Regions from separate parts of the Danio rerio genome. Here all the other regions are linked to region 2. A link is a contact called in public Hi-C and Micro-C data. All regions are on one chromosome and are shown on one strand. Each heading gives the region's core, a stretch centred on a gene start, on an enhancer-like site or on the middle of the called end of the contact. The rest is flanking DNA. Distances are from core to core; before and after follow the strand shown.

What was found. A called contact is a pair of places that touch in the nucleus more often than the background predicts.
Region 1: a contact with region 2 is called in a Micro-C map of caudal fin, with 8 times the contacts expected there. The contact joins the promoter of entpd4 here to the promoter of agtpbp1 in region 2. A contact is called at or near these places in 2 of 18 Hi-C or Micro-C datasets (caudal fin and hematopoietic stem cells).
Region 3: a Hi-C map of hematopoietic stem cells shows a contact between it and region 2, with 2.8 times the contacts expected there. The contact joins the promoter of rmi1 here to the promoter of agtpbp1 in region 2. A contact is called at or near these places in 2 of 18 Hi-C or Micro-C datasets (hematopoietic stem cells and an unstated tissue).

The regions. Positions count from the first base shown.
Region 1 is chr8:59,939,199-59,943,283 of GRCz12tu, reverse strand. entpd4 (ectonucleoside triphosphate diphosphohydrolase 4) reads right to left here and starts at 1,565. Exons shown (of 13, transcript NM_001002419.1): 1 at 1,372-1,565; 2 at 510-666. The coding sequence starts at 517. antxr1a (ANTXR cell adhesion molecule 1a) reads left to right here and starts at 1,661. Exons shown (of 19, transcript XM_001332805.10): 1 at 1,661-1,813.
Region 2 is chr8:59,710,415-59,714,818 of GRCz12tu, reverse strand. It overlaps agtpbp1 (ATP/GTP binding carboxypeptidase 1), which reads left to right and starts at 3,115. Exons shown (of 26, transcript NM_001024445.2): 1 at 3,115-3,169. naa35 (N-alpha-acetyltransferase 35, NatC auxiliary subunit) reads right to left here and starts at 1,895. Exons shown (of 23, transcript NM_199550.1): 1 at 1,847-1,895.
Region 3 is chr8:59,539,483-59,543,651 of GRCz12tu, reverse strand. It overlaps rmi1 (RMI1, RecQ mediated genome instability 1, homolog (S. cerevisiae)), which reads right to left and starts at 2,796. Exons shown (of 2, transcript NM_200180.1): 1 at 2,616-2,796; 2 at 1-1,052. The coding sequence starts at 1,021. hnrnpk (heterogeneous nuclear ribonucleoprotein K) reads left to right here and starts at 2,946. Exons shown (of 16, transcript NM_212994.2): 1 at 2,946-3,016.

The DNA of each region.
Region 1 (4,085 bases), core at 316-2,815, 230 kb before region 2:
TTGTGCGTGAAAATCCCAGTAGATCAGCAGTTTCTGAAATACTCAGACCAGCCCGTCTGGTACTAGCAACCATGCCTCATTCAAAGTCACTTAAACCACCTTTTTTCTCCATTCTGATGCTCGGTTTGAACTGCAGCAGATTGTCTTGACCATATTTACATGCCTAAATTTATTGACTTGCTGACCTTCATGTGCTTTTAATAGAAATAACATTCACCCTGTGATGCATACTGCAGTCTTTTTTTTGTCTGGCTTTCTCGGATATCTCACCTGTTCGCCAAAAATGACATTATATCGCACACACATTGAAAAAGCTGTGCCAGGCACAAAAGCTTGACAGGCGTAGCAACAGTAACTAAGGAAGGCGGGGCTTAGAGAAGGGTCCATTGACTGCAAACATGATTTCCCTATTTAGAAAATTCCTAAGAATGCTTTTCTGAAAACACATCATTAAAGTCTGAATATGCGAATATAGAGCCAACTTAGGCTCAATTCAGCTTTGTACTCGCCTTCCCATTGCTGGAGTGTATGAAGAGGAGTCCAATCAACCCTTTACTGGCAACCTTGTATCTGTCCAGGTGTATTCCTCCATGACGTCATATCCCCAGGCATCATTATCAGGGTCTATCACACGTGTGCAGGTGAATCGAGGAGACGTGGCAGGTCCTGACAAGAGGAAGCAAAAAAAAAAAAAAAAAAAAACAGCAACAATCAGCAAAAACGAGAACAAAGTGTGACGCTTTCAACTTTGTCTAGTTGGTTTACTATTTAGTCAGTACCTGAGGTAAAGTTGGTTTTACATTCACACATTCGTTCAGTGATAACTTGTGACACCCTCCCTATATTGTTTAACGTGTTACTTTGAATATTAGGTTTGAAATTACGTTTAAGAATAACATTAAAACAACTTATTTAACTGTAAATAATGATGTACTTTACTAGTCGATGACTGCTAATATTACCTCACTATATGACGTAGCGTTTACAAACAATAACGTTACTTTTCTGAAATTATATTCATAAAAAGTAAAGTCCGAATGAATAAAACGAACTTTACCTCAGTCTGTAGCCTACATGGGTTACATTCTTGTCCTTCTAAAACCACGTTGAGTCGCATAATTTGAGATCTTAAGATGCTGTCTAGGTAGGGAAGCTCGCTAGCTTTTGAAACACGACCGTTGTTAACGTTTAATAATCAGCTGTGCGCTTCCCAGGCCGAGAACAGCTTCATTGATAAACGAATATCACGTTTTCACTGACATATGTTTTTAAGGTTATGTAGAGGTAGACTGTCCTGACTAAAACGCTGTCAGGTGTGTTTATCGGTTGAGTATTTAGAATATGTGTGTGAACGCAGGCATATGCTCTCACCGTTCGGCTACATCTGGGACGGATGCCCTCATTTAAGACCCATCCTCGGAGATTTGTGAATTCAGGACAAGAATTGAAATCCTCTCAGTGAACACATCTATGCGGGTTTTTAATTCCTCCGGTAGCGTCGGTGGTTCAAATTTGGTGGAGAAAAGCCGCTAATTCCCGGTAGTTACCGAGCTACAGTTCAGACTGCTTGTGCGCATGCGCCTTAATGCCGGAAACTTGCGCCTGCGTGTACACTGCTGCTCTGACGTCATTGTGCCCTTTTCGCATTTCCGGGTTTCTCAGTAGCAGAAGTCGTCATAGTTGGGTAAACTTGCGCAGTGAATGGGAGACTACAACAAATACTTTTTTTTTTTACAATCCTGTTTCCTGAAAGAATAAAAGAAAAGCTAAACACAATGGTGATATGAAGACTTTCAGAAAGGATTTTAAAAATGTAAGAGATAATTTGGAATTTTATTTATAATAATTTTATGCAAGGATGCTATGATACATACATAAATACATATTAATAAACACACACTTAAAAAAATCTAAATATTAAATAATTTCAAGAATTTAAGATGGGATTAAAAAGGATCTGATGTATGAGAGAATAAATTAGTGAACTATTAGATTAAATGAATTAGTATGTGAGCCGAGTAGTATGTCTGAATTCATGGAATTCGAAAAATTATTATGTGAGAAGTACCCAGATGACTTGATACTTTTGGCAAGATTCTGAAGTGCGCATCCTATGCATGCCCGCGAGAGATTTCATAAATGCGAATGAAGCGACGCAACTGATGAAGGTAGGTCACGTGACCATGACAAAATGCCGAATGTAGTACGTCCGAATTCCTTTCATACTTTTCAAATTCATACTGTATAGAACGTACTTTTCTAACGGCCGAGTAGTACGTTTAAATTCAAATGCAGTACCTACTGAGTAGTAGGTGGTTTCGGACCCAGCCAGTGGCCCAAAAACCATGTTAGCCTTCTACAACCAAAAGCCCCTTTTACACAGTAGCCCCTTTCACACAAACAGACCTTTCCGGAAAGATCTGTAATATGTGTGAACAGGCTTTTGAAAATAAAAGCTATTTTCCGGAAAGAGAAGTTGTAACATACTGTTAATTTGCCAGAATGCTGTGAACGCAGAAGGAAGATTGCCGGAAAAAGCACGTGCACGTCTAGAACGCACTGACATGAGACGTCTACTTCAGCCAGTCAGAACACTCAGGGTGCTTTCACACCTAGACTTGTGTTTCGGAACCTGTCTCGTTTGCCCAGTTAGCGCGGTTCGTTTGGCATATGTGAATCCACCATTTGGGCTCGGATCCGCGCCAACATAATCGCTCCGAGATCGCTTGAATGAGGTGGTATCGGCTTGATTGAAACACACTCTGGAGCGGATCGATTGTAGTGAGAAAGCGATACGATCCGAGCCCGGTTATATCACAGTGTTTTATGGATATGTAATAGGTAGGCCCACACGGAATCTTCGCGCACAGAATTTCGCAGATTTTTAGCAGAATTCCGCAGATTTCTGCAGATTTTTAGCCGATTATTAATTCTGTTTATTTACTTGAGTAATTGTGTAAATCTGAATTCATTCAGTTATTATTCAGTAATTTATTACTTTTTATTTAATATATTAATGTGTAAGTTATGATACTCCACTGGATACTCCCAAAATAATTCCGCAGAAATCCGCAGATTTTTACCAAAATTCTCCCCAGAAATAGCAAAAAACGTCCGCAGATTCCGTCTGGCCCTAGTAATAGGCCTACGGCTATATAAAGAGAGAATTATGAGTAGGGAGGGAAGTCATTCCAGACATCCCAAGTCTCCCGAAAGTTCAGGAAACAAAAACTAAGAGTAGTCTGTATGGTTTAAAATTTCTCCTAAGACATGGGCTGCGTCCGAAACCGCCTACTACTCAGTATGTAGTGCATTTGAGTTTAAACGTACTACTCGGCCGTTAGAAAAGTACGTTCTATACAGTATGAATGTGAAAAGTATGAATGGAATTCGGACGTACTACATCCGCCATTTTGTTATGGTCACTAGACCTACCTGCGTCAGTTGCGTCGCCTCACTTCCATTCATGAATTCGCTCGCGGTGCATCATGGGATAGCGCAGCATGTATGGGATTGCCATTCCAAAATCTCGCCTGAAGTAGTAAGTCATCCGGGTACTTCTCATACTGATTTTCAAATTCTATGAACTCGGACATACCCGGCTCGCATACTGATTTAGCGTACTATATAGTATAGAAGCATGCGGTTTCGGACGCAGCCATGGGTGTCCAAACTTGGTCCTGGAGGGCCGGTGTCCTGCATATTTTAATTCCAACCCCAATTAAACACACCTGAACAAGATAATCAAGCTCTTTCTAGGTATACTATAAACTTCCAGGCTGGTGTGTTAAAGGAAGATGGAGCTAAATTATGCAGTAACCAGCCCCCAAGGACCGAGTTTTGACACCCCTGTCCTAAGATCTCTGGGTTTACTTTATATGGCTGCAAATGAATAACTAATAGAAAACATACATATTGTAGTTTAACATTGTTTATTTACATTTGACACCACAGAAAACACAGTGAGAAAGACTTTTATATGCAATATTTTGATCATTGATTAGGGCAAAACAGTTTGTTAATACACCATGAAGAAATCACTCGACGCTTTCACAATCATAACATAATTGAGAAATGTAATAGAA
Region 2 (4,404 bases), core at 1,866-4,365:
ATTAAAGAACTGAGTTTAAAGGGATAGTTTACCCAAAAATTACAATTTACTCAATATTTACTCTCCCTTAAAAGGGCAGCTGTTTTACCCATTTTTCAAGATTTAAGATCAGTCTTTTGTGTCTCCAGAACGTGTCTGTAAAGTTTCAGTTCAAAACACCCTTCAGATTGTTTATTATGCCTTACAGAATGTTGGAATTCACTGCTCTGAATACACTGTAGCTGTGTTTGTGGCCTGTGCCTTTAATGCTGGTATCCCTGCCCACCGTTCCCATGTGCCTGTAAGAGTGTGCCTCAATCTCCACCTCGGCTGCGTCAGATAAACAGCACAGTGACAGAAATGAAGGAAGCAGATCTCACGTAATGTTTGTGGGAAATACTACAGGAAGAATGTAACCAATGATTATTTTATGTATTTGCTGTGGCATTAATTCAAGCCTTTCTGCAATGATGAGTCACACACTATGTCATTACAAAGTCCACGCACACACACAGCGCGCATTTACTTTTGCACTGTTTTTGCATGGCAACTGTGACAGGATACACGTTAATATCCACAGCTGTATGGATATCCATGATGTTAATGTACAAAATAAACCTGATTTAATGTCCACAAACAGGAATTATTTTATAATCTTACTGACATGCAGCTGTGGTGGTTAAATCGCAGTAAAGCATTACACACATGAACTGTTTTAAAAACATTTTAAACTTATTACTTAAACTCATTCTTGATCACATTTGATGATGATTGATGATCAGAGTGCTGAACAGATCTTTTAATCCCAGTTGATTTACGCATGTCTTGTTGATATGATTATATGCGTTACTACGGAGACAGGTTAATATACAAATGTCAATCAATTCTGTGGGCAGGGAAACCGCACTCCTATGTCACGTTGCAGTGGGCCTCACAATAGGAGGGATTTGGGGACGTCCTATCTTAACAAACAAAAAATAAAAGAGACTTATTGTATCACCCCAATATGACTGTAGACACACCAAACTATACACAGTTCTGTCCAAACAGCTTCCAAAAGATGATTTTCATCAAAGGTGCCCTTTAAGTGGAACCAAAACTTTAAGAGTTTTTTCTAATCCAAACACAAAAGAAGATATTTTGAAGAATGCTGAAAACAGGTAACCATTGACCTCCATAATATAATATATATATATATATATATATATATATATATATATATATATATATATATATATATATATATATATATTTGAAAGTCAATGGTTACCTTCCTTTTTTTGGTTCAACATAAGAAAAACTTGTTTGGAACAAGTTTAGGGGAGTAAATTATTACACAAATATTACAAATTATTATAGAGTTTTGGGTGAACTGTCCCTTTAATCACTATTTATAAAGTAAAATTTATAAAGTAGTGAACCTAACCTGCATTTATTGGGGGTTTTATGTAACTGGAAGTTCTTTAGATCTTGAACAAAGAATTTTTTCCAAATTTGGTATCTTTTCAAGCTACAGTCAGACCTCTAAAAATATACTCAAGTGTTTTTACTGGGTAAACTGTGCTGTTTAAGATATTTATGGACTAGACTGTTTCGTTCAAGATCACAATACGACAACAACGAATCGTTGTCGAAACGTTTTGTAGAAATAATTGCATAAGTATTACAAGACTGAAAATGGTTTAAATACAGAACCATCATGAAAGTGGCAACCGATAGTCAAATGTCTTAGCGAGCAGCGATATTTGCTAACCCCTAAAACATATAATTGCTGCCGAATGTTTATTTACGTTTCATTATTATTTACAATGTTTAAAATATTTATTTGCTTGCAAAATTACTGGCAAAAGGTGAATGTATACAGTACCTTTTGATTGTCAGTCTTTCTGTGTTGATGGAAACAGTCAGCGCTGCCGCAGCGGACGCCGGTGAATGACATCACGCTGTGAAGAGCATCCTGGGACATGAAGTTCAGTACAGTCTAGGGAAAATATGGTAAAATGGGAATATATATACAAGAAAACTAATAAAACCAGTTATTTTTTCCTGGGTAAAATATTACTGAATCACTTTAATAATTAAATTATGTTTAATGAGTTCCAGTCAATCAATAAAAACCACAAAACAAAACGTACATTTGCATGAACTTTTATGTTGTACTTTAGCTAGAACAACATAAATCTAAATAAACATAAATATTTATTAACATAAATATAAAAAATGTAAATTCATCAGTAAGTTACATGAACTATGGAAATATATTTAATGTGATATAAGATGAAAATCAAATTCATATCAAACATCAAAATTCACAAAAGTCAAATGAACCCATTTATTTATTAAATAAAAATGTATTAAATGAAGCAATTTAGCAAAAATGGGTGTATTGAATTGATATCAGACAGGAACATGACATGAATTGACAGGAACATCAGAATAAAATCCAATGGATCATGCACAGATCTTTAAAAAAAAGGTCTTTAACATACACAGTCAACATAAGAAAAAACTATAATCATAGATATGCATACAAATAACATACTCCCAGACAGAAAGTAAAAATAATGATAATAATAATAATAATAATAATAATAATAATAATAATTATTATTATTATTATTATTATTATTATTATTATTATTATTATTATTATTGAGTATTATTGTTATTATAGTTAATATTATTATAAAATATAAAATACATTTTAAACGGACAGAATAATAATAATAACAAATATTGATCATTATTAATATTGTGATTATCATTATCTTTAAAAATACATTTTAACAGACAAAATTAAATAAATGAATGAAATAACAATGACAATTAAACAAAGAGACATTATAAAAGCCTTCCAACAATAAATGATTTTAAAAAAACTAAAAATAAATAAATAAATAAATGACTTTTACGTTACGACGTTACGTTACGTCACGATCAAAGAAAAACGAGCTGCGTGCGGACGCTGATCTGTAAACCATCTGTGCATCACACTCTGATATGACCCATGGTATGCAGATCATGCACTCTGCGCCAGCTCTGTTGCGGGACTCGCCCTCACTTCCGAGTGTGTTGTGTTCTGTTGGGGGTTTGGGTAAATAATAATACCACCAGGGCGCTTGTGTGTGTGTGTTGCCAAGAGAACGCACTGTAAGGAGTTCAGATGGCGCAGGTCTCACATGCTTTAAAGGTTGGTAAACGCATGTATTTTTATTTCTGCTCTGCTGTTTTGCTCATGCTCTGCCAGTGACAGAGATCAGCTGTCCCGTTAGCGGATCTGTGCTAACAGTAGAGCTTTCTCTGTAGGACAGGTGGATCTGACATGACCATGACTGGACCTTTTAGCAACTTGATATTTGATAATGACAGTGCAATTCATTGGTCCTTCTCTGACCTGCTACTGACTGTAATGTACGCCCTGCTTCTTCTGACAACTTCATTTATATTCATTTCAATTGTACATGCACACTGGCCGTGGCTTAACACATAACTAGCTCCCTACGTAGACAGCATGTCCTAAAATGGCAGTCTAGGTTAGTCAGCCCAATTGGCTTTCATGTCAAAAAATGCTTTCTGTGTGGATAGAAAACCTCTGATACTCAAAATATATTGTTTACTTTGGTAGCTCTCTGTGGTTTGATGCTTAAAAATAATGTCTATTTTAATGGATAGGCTATTGTGCCAAATAAAATATGATCTAGACTTGAAGCTCAGTAGATTTTGCTTTCTCTAAAGGCTGTCAAGTAGGCCTTGATAATTTGCATACTAAATAAACAAGGGTTAATGCCTAAAAATGCAGCCTACATTATACTATTTAATATATTTTCAAAATAAAAACATTTTTACAGTCAGGTAAATAGTGCTAACGTTGTTTTGAAGTCCTTCTTGCATGCGATTTCAAACCGAATATTCAAAGTAGCATGGTAAAATATAAGTTGTCACTGTTTAAAATTAACGAATGTGCGAATATAAAACCAACTTTACCTCAATAACATTATAGGGACTGTGTCACAAGTTGTCTCTGTTAGGAAATAAACGAATGTGCGAATATAAATAAAATCTGATCATGTGTTTAGTAACGTTTTTCTAATCCAATTTAACCATCAATTCGACTACCAACGGATTATTTGGGTGCATGTAAATGTAGCCAATGGCATGTTTGGTGCCATCTTGTGACTGAACAATGCGCAGGTTAGAGTATACTCCATTCAGCCATTTTCGTAGATGTCAGATTTGATTTTAATTAAAGAATAATAAACTATTATGGCACAAAACATTGTTTTGAGTCTCATGTTTATATTTTGTGACAAGTATCCATGTAGTAAGCGAGATAAAGTACATCCAGAATGGTTGTTTTTGCCGAATAAAGCCTTTCGGTCTTAATAATGGTGCTCTGCTTCATGTCAGATTGCCGATAAGCCTGTC
Region 3 (4,169 bases), core at 1,547-4,046, 170 kb after region 2:
AGCTCACTTCTTCAGGTTTGGAGCCGTTAAGTAAACTCGAGTCATGTTTGTTCCTTTCAGGGTCTTCCAGTGTACCTGCTGAGACTTCTACATCTATCGGGCACATCACGTTGTCCAACTCATCCAATGGGATGTCATCAAAATCCTCAGGAACGTCTTCTAACGGGTTGTTGTTTTGAGGGAGATCATCGAAATGATCAGGAATGCTTCTGAAGTCATCATCTGGGATCTCGTCCATATCCCAATCGTCTTGTCTGGAAACTTGAGGGAGGGGTTGAGATTGAGGATGTCTTAGAGAAGCTTCTGATGCCAGACTGCTGTAGCCACTATCAGCTACACTGGCTACAAGGCCATCCGGTTCCTGTTGTGGATGTGTCTCCTCAGGTAAACCCAGCGTCCCACAAAGCACTCTGCTCTGAGAGTGAATCTCCAAGAGCTGTTCCACCTCTCCACCCAAAACCTTAATGTTTTCTGCCTTTAAAAGCAACACCCCAAGACGGACTGCAATTGGGCCGACTAGCTGTAGCTTAGTGCCTGGTGGAAGGTTGGCATTGAGGGCTGGGATGGGTCGGTACTCCATGCCCTCCAGATTCTGCACTCCATCTGTGAGCTGCAACATCAGCATGCGTGTTGGTTTGGCCTCCCAAGGCCTCTGGGTTTCTTGCGTAACTGCCGAGACTTGATCATTGGAGCAGTCGGTGCCTCGAATGCGCTGCAGCTGATTGTACGCAGGCTGACTAACGTCTAGTAGTGAGTCCATCTGAACGCAGCAACGATTGCTCAGTACTGTTTTCTGGGCTTCAGAAATCCTTTCAGGGAGAACTGGGTGGGCTAGATCTCGAAGGTCAGTCAGAAGCCATTGCTCCAGGACACGCTGATTAAGCTGCGATTGGGGTATGGATGCCCTGTCCACTTCCTCCTTTATCCAGTTTACACACGCATCCAGCCAGGCAGGAGGAACCTGGATGTGCCATTCAGAGCGCAGCCATGCCTGGATTACCTGGACTTCACCCACTGACATCCTCTCACCTTCCCAAACACCAGAGAGTCATCTTTTAAACATGGAGAGAGGCAAATGTGTTGTAAAGATTTAGGTATTTAACATTTGTATTACAACAGTTTACGTTAGAGAGATAGTTCACCCAAAAACGACAATTTCTGTCATCAGTGAATCACCCTTCACTTGTTCAAAAATACATTTGAGTTTCTTTTTACTGATGAACACAAATAAGATATTTTGAAAAATGCTGGTTGCTGACACCCATTGCCTTTTGTAGGAATGAAAAATACTATGGAAATCAAAGGGTGCAGGCCACATGCATTCTAAATATATATATCTAGAATATATTCAACATGGGACAGAAACTCATACAATTTTAAAACCACATGATGGAAAATACATTTTCATTTTTGGGTGAACTAAAAACTTAAAATTTCTTTACATTTTTATTCAGTTATTAAAAAAAGCTTCTACATACAATTCTGATTAAAGTTGATCTGTACAATAACAGTGTGATAAATTAGTATTTTCGAAAAGAAAAAAAAATTATATATATATATATATATATATATATATATATATATATATATATATATATATATATATATATGCTCACTCACCAGCCACTTTAATAGATACATGTTTGCATATTATGACATGGCGTTTTATCCTGCTAGAAGTAGCCATCAGAAGATGGAAACATTGTGGTCATAAAGGGATGAACATGATCAGCAACAATACTCAGGTAGGCTGTGGCGTTGACACGATGCTCAATTAGTACTAACCACCAGCCTAAACCATCGAAACCAGGCAGGATGGATCCATGCTTTCATGCTGTTGATGCCAAATTCTGACCCTACCATCCGAATGTGACAGCAAAAAATGGATACTCATCAGACCAGGCAACGTTTTTCCAGTCTTCTATTGTCCAATTTTAGTGAGCCTGTTCGAATTGTAGCCTCAGTTTCTCGGTTTCCGGTTCGAAGCTGACAGGAGTGGCACCTGGTGTTGTCTTCTGCTGCTGTAGCGCATCTGCCTCAAGGTTGAACGAGTTGTGTGTTCAGAGATGCTTTTCTGCAGACCTTGGCTGTAACAAATAGTTATTTGAGTTACTGTGGCCATTCTCCTCTGACCTCTGACATCAATAGGGCAATTGTCCCCACAGAACTGCCGCTCAAAGGATATTTGGTATTTTTCTGACCATTCTCTGTAAACCCTAGAGATGGTTATGCATGAAAATCCCAGTAGATCAGCAGTTTCTGAAACACTCAGACCAATCCATCTGGCACCAACAACCATGCCACGTTCAAGTCACTTAAATCACCCTTTTTTCCCCCATTCTGATGCTCGTTTTGAACTGCTGCAGATCGTCTTCACCATGTCTACATGCATTGAGCTACTGCCATGTCATTGGCTGATTAGAAATTTGCGCCAGAGTGGTGTACCTAATAAAGTGGCCGGTTAGAATAGTTTAACGTTTAAATCAAATATACAGCTTCTATGTAGCCCAGGTGCAGTTTAAAGCAACCATAAGATTATCAGTTCATACAAAACAAGTAATATGCTTAATATAGAGATTTTAAATGCATTATGATTATAAAAAATGAAATCTTACCAGTAAATGGCAGGCTGTGGATGAATTTGAGATCGTAACTTTGCTCTAATGAGTGATTTGCTCAAATAACCTGTAGCTAAGATGTTCTCGTGAAACAGTTTCAGTGATTAATTTTTTAAATACGTTTATCTCAATACATTAACTTTTTTTAAAAAGCATACGCTTTCTGAAGGATCAAACTAGCCTTGCTGATCATGAAGGCGTTCATAAAAAAAATTGACGTTGGTTTTGTCCAATGGTTGTCCGTGTCGCTTGCTGAGGTTTCGAGTATGCAGCGATTTCGACCAATCAGAATGAGTTTATATTGTGGAGGGAGGCGCTTTCATTGGCCCGCGCCTTATTGGCGTTAGAAACATTTTGTGCGTCATTGTTGTTACGAAGGGGGAGTACGATAGGAACAGGTATGTTGATACATTTCCCGATACAAAAAATCAACTCTTTTATCGTCTTTACACATATAAAAAACTGCATAATCTAGTAATAAATATATTAATGCTCTAAATTAACAGTATTTTTTCCCGCGCCCACGATTAATTCTTACAGTTAGAATTATGTTTGCTTACGGTGTAGTTAGCTTCATGTCTGTTAGCTAAAGCAAGCTAGCAACCGTGATCTTCAATAATTTTCACAGTTCGCTGTGCATAACTAAAGTAATGTTATTAGTTGTGTTAATAATACTATGTTATCTATATTTAACACGAGACTACGGAAAACAAGTGACGTTACTACTCGTAAAACAGTAATGTTACTTTATGCTATTTAGTTAGCTCGTTAGCTTCCTGAAACTATTCATTGTTAATTAGCCAGTCAGGCAGCTGATAAGGAAGATGGCGAAGTTTGATTACATTTAACAGCAGTTTTGGTTCTCAAAATACAATGGAGTTCCTCTTACAGTAAATATTACTTGGTGAATAGTTTGTGAGCATATCTGGCTCGTTTAAAAGCACGTATGCGTTAATGCTACACGCAGATAGGCAGCACAGCAGATTATGAAACACAACCCAAGAGTAGTTTGTTTTTATTTTAGCTTGACCTGGCTATAATTTGAATTCTTCCTATTAATTCATCGTTTCTGCATCCATAGAGAATATTAACCAATGTTTAGTTTCAGTTCAGTTTTTTTTATAACGCATTAATTTGTTTCTCTTCACATTTCCTCTTAAAATACTTTGCCTAATTATGGTGAATACATAAAACGCTGTTCATTCTTTTATTATTATTATTATTATTATTATTAATCACAGTTTAGCATTTTTAATGCATTGTTAACATCCAAATTTTTGCTTGTTTTTTTTTTTGATAAAAGATTTTAATGAAAACAACACCCAATAGTGTACACCGTGTATATATGTTAACAAAATTAACCCACTAGAACATGCATCAAAACACTAGCAAGCAATACAACAATTATACAGCACAATCTAAAAAATCTCAACCAGACTAATGGAATAAGAAACAAAATAGAATGACGCGTAAAAAGGAGGGAGAAAAAAATATTGTGCAATTCCATGTGAATGCCAACCTTTCCATGAAAAACATTAAGTCTTCACCAAA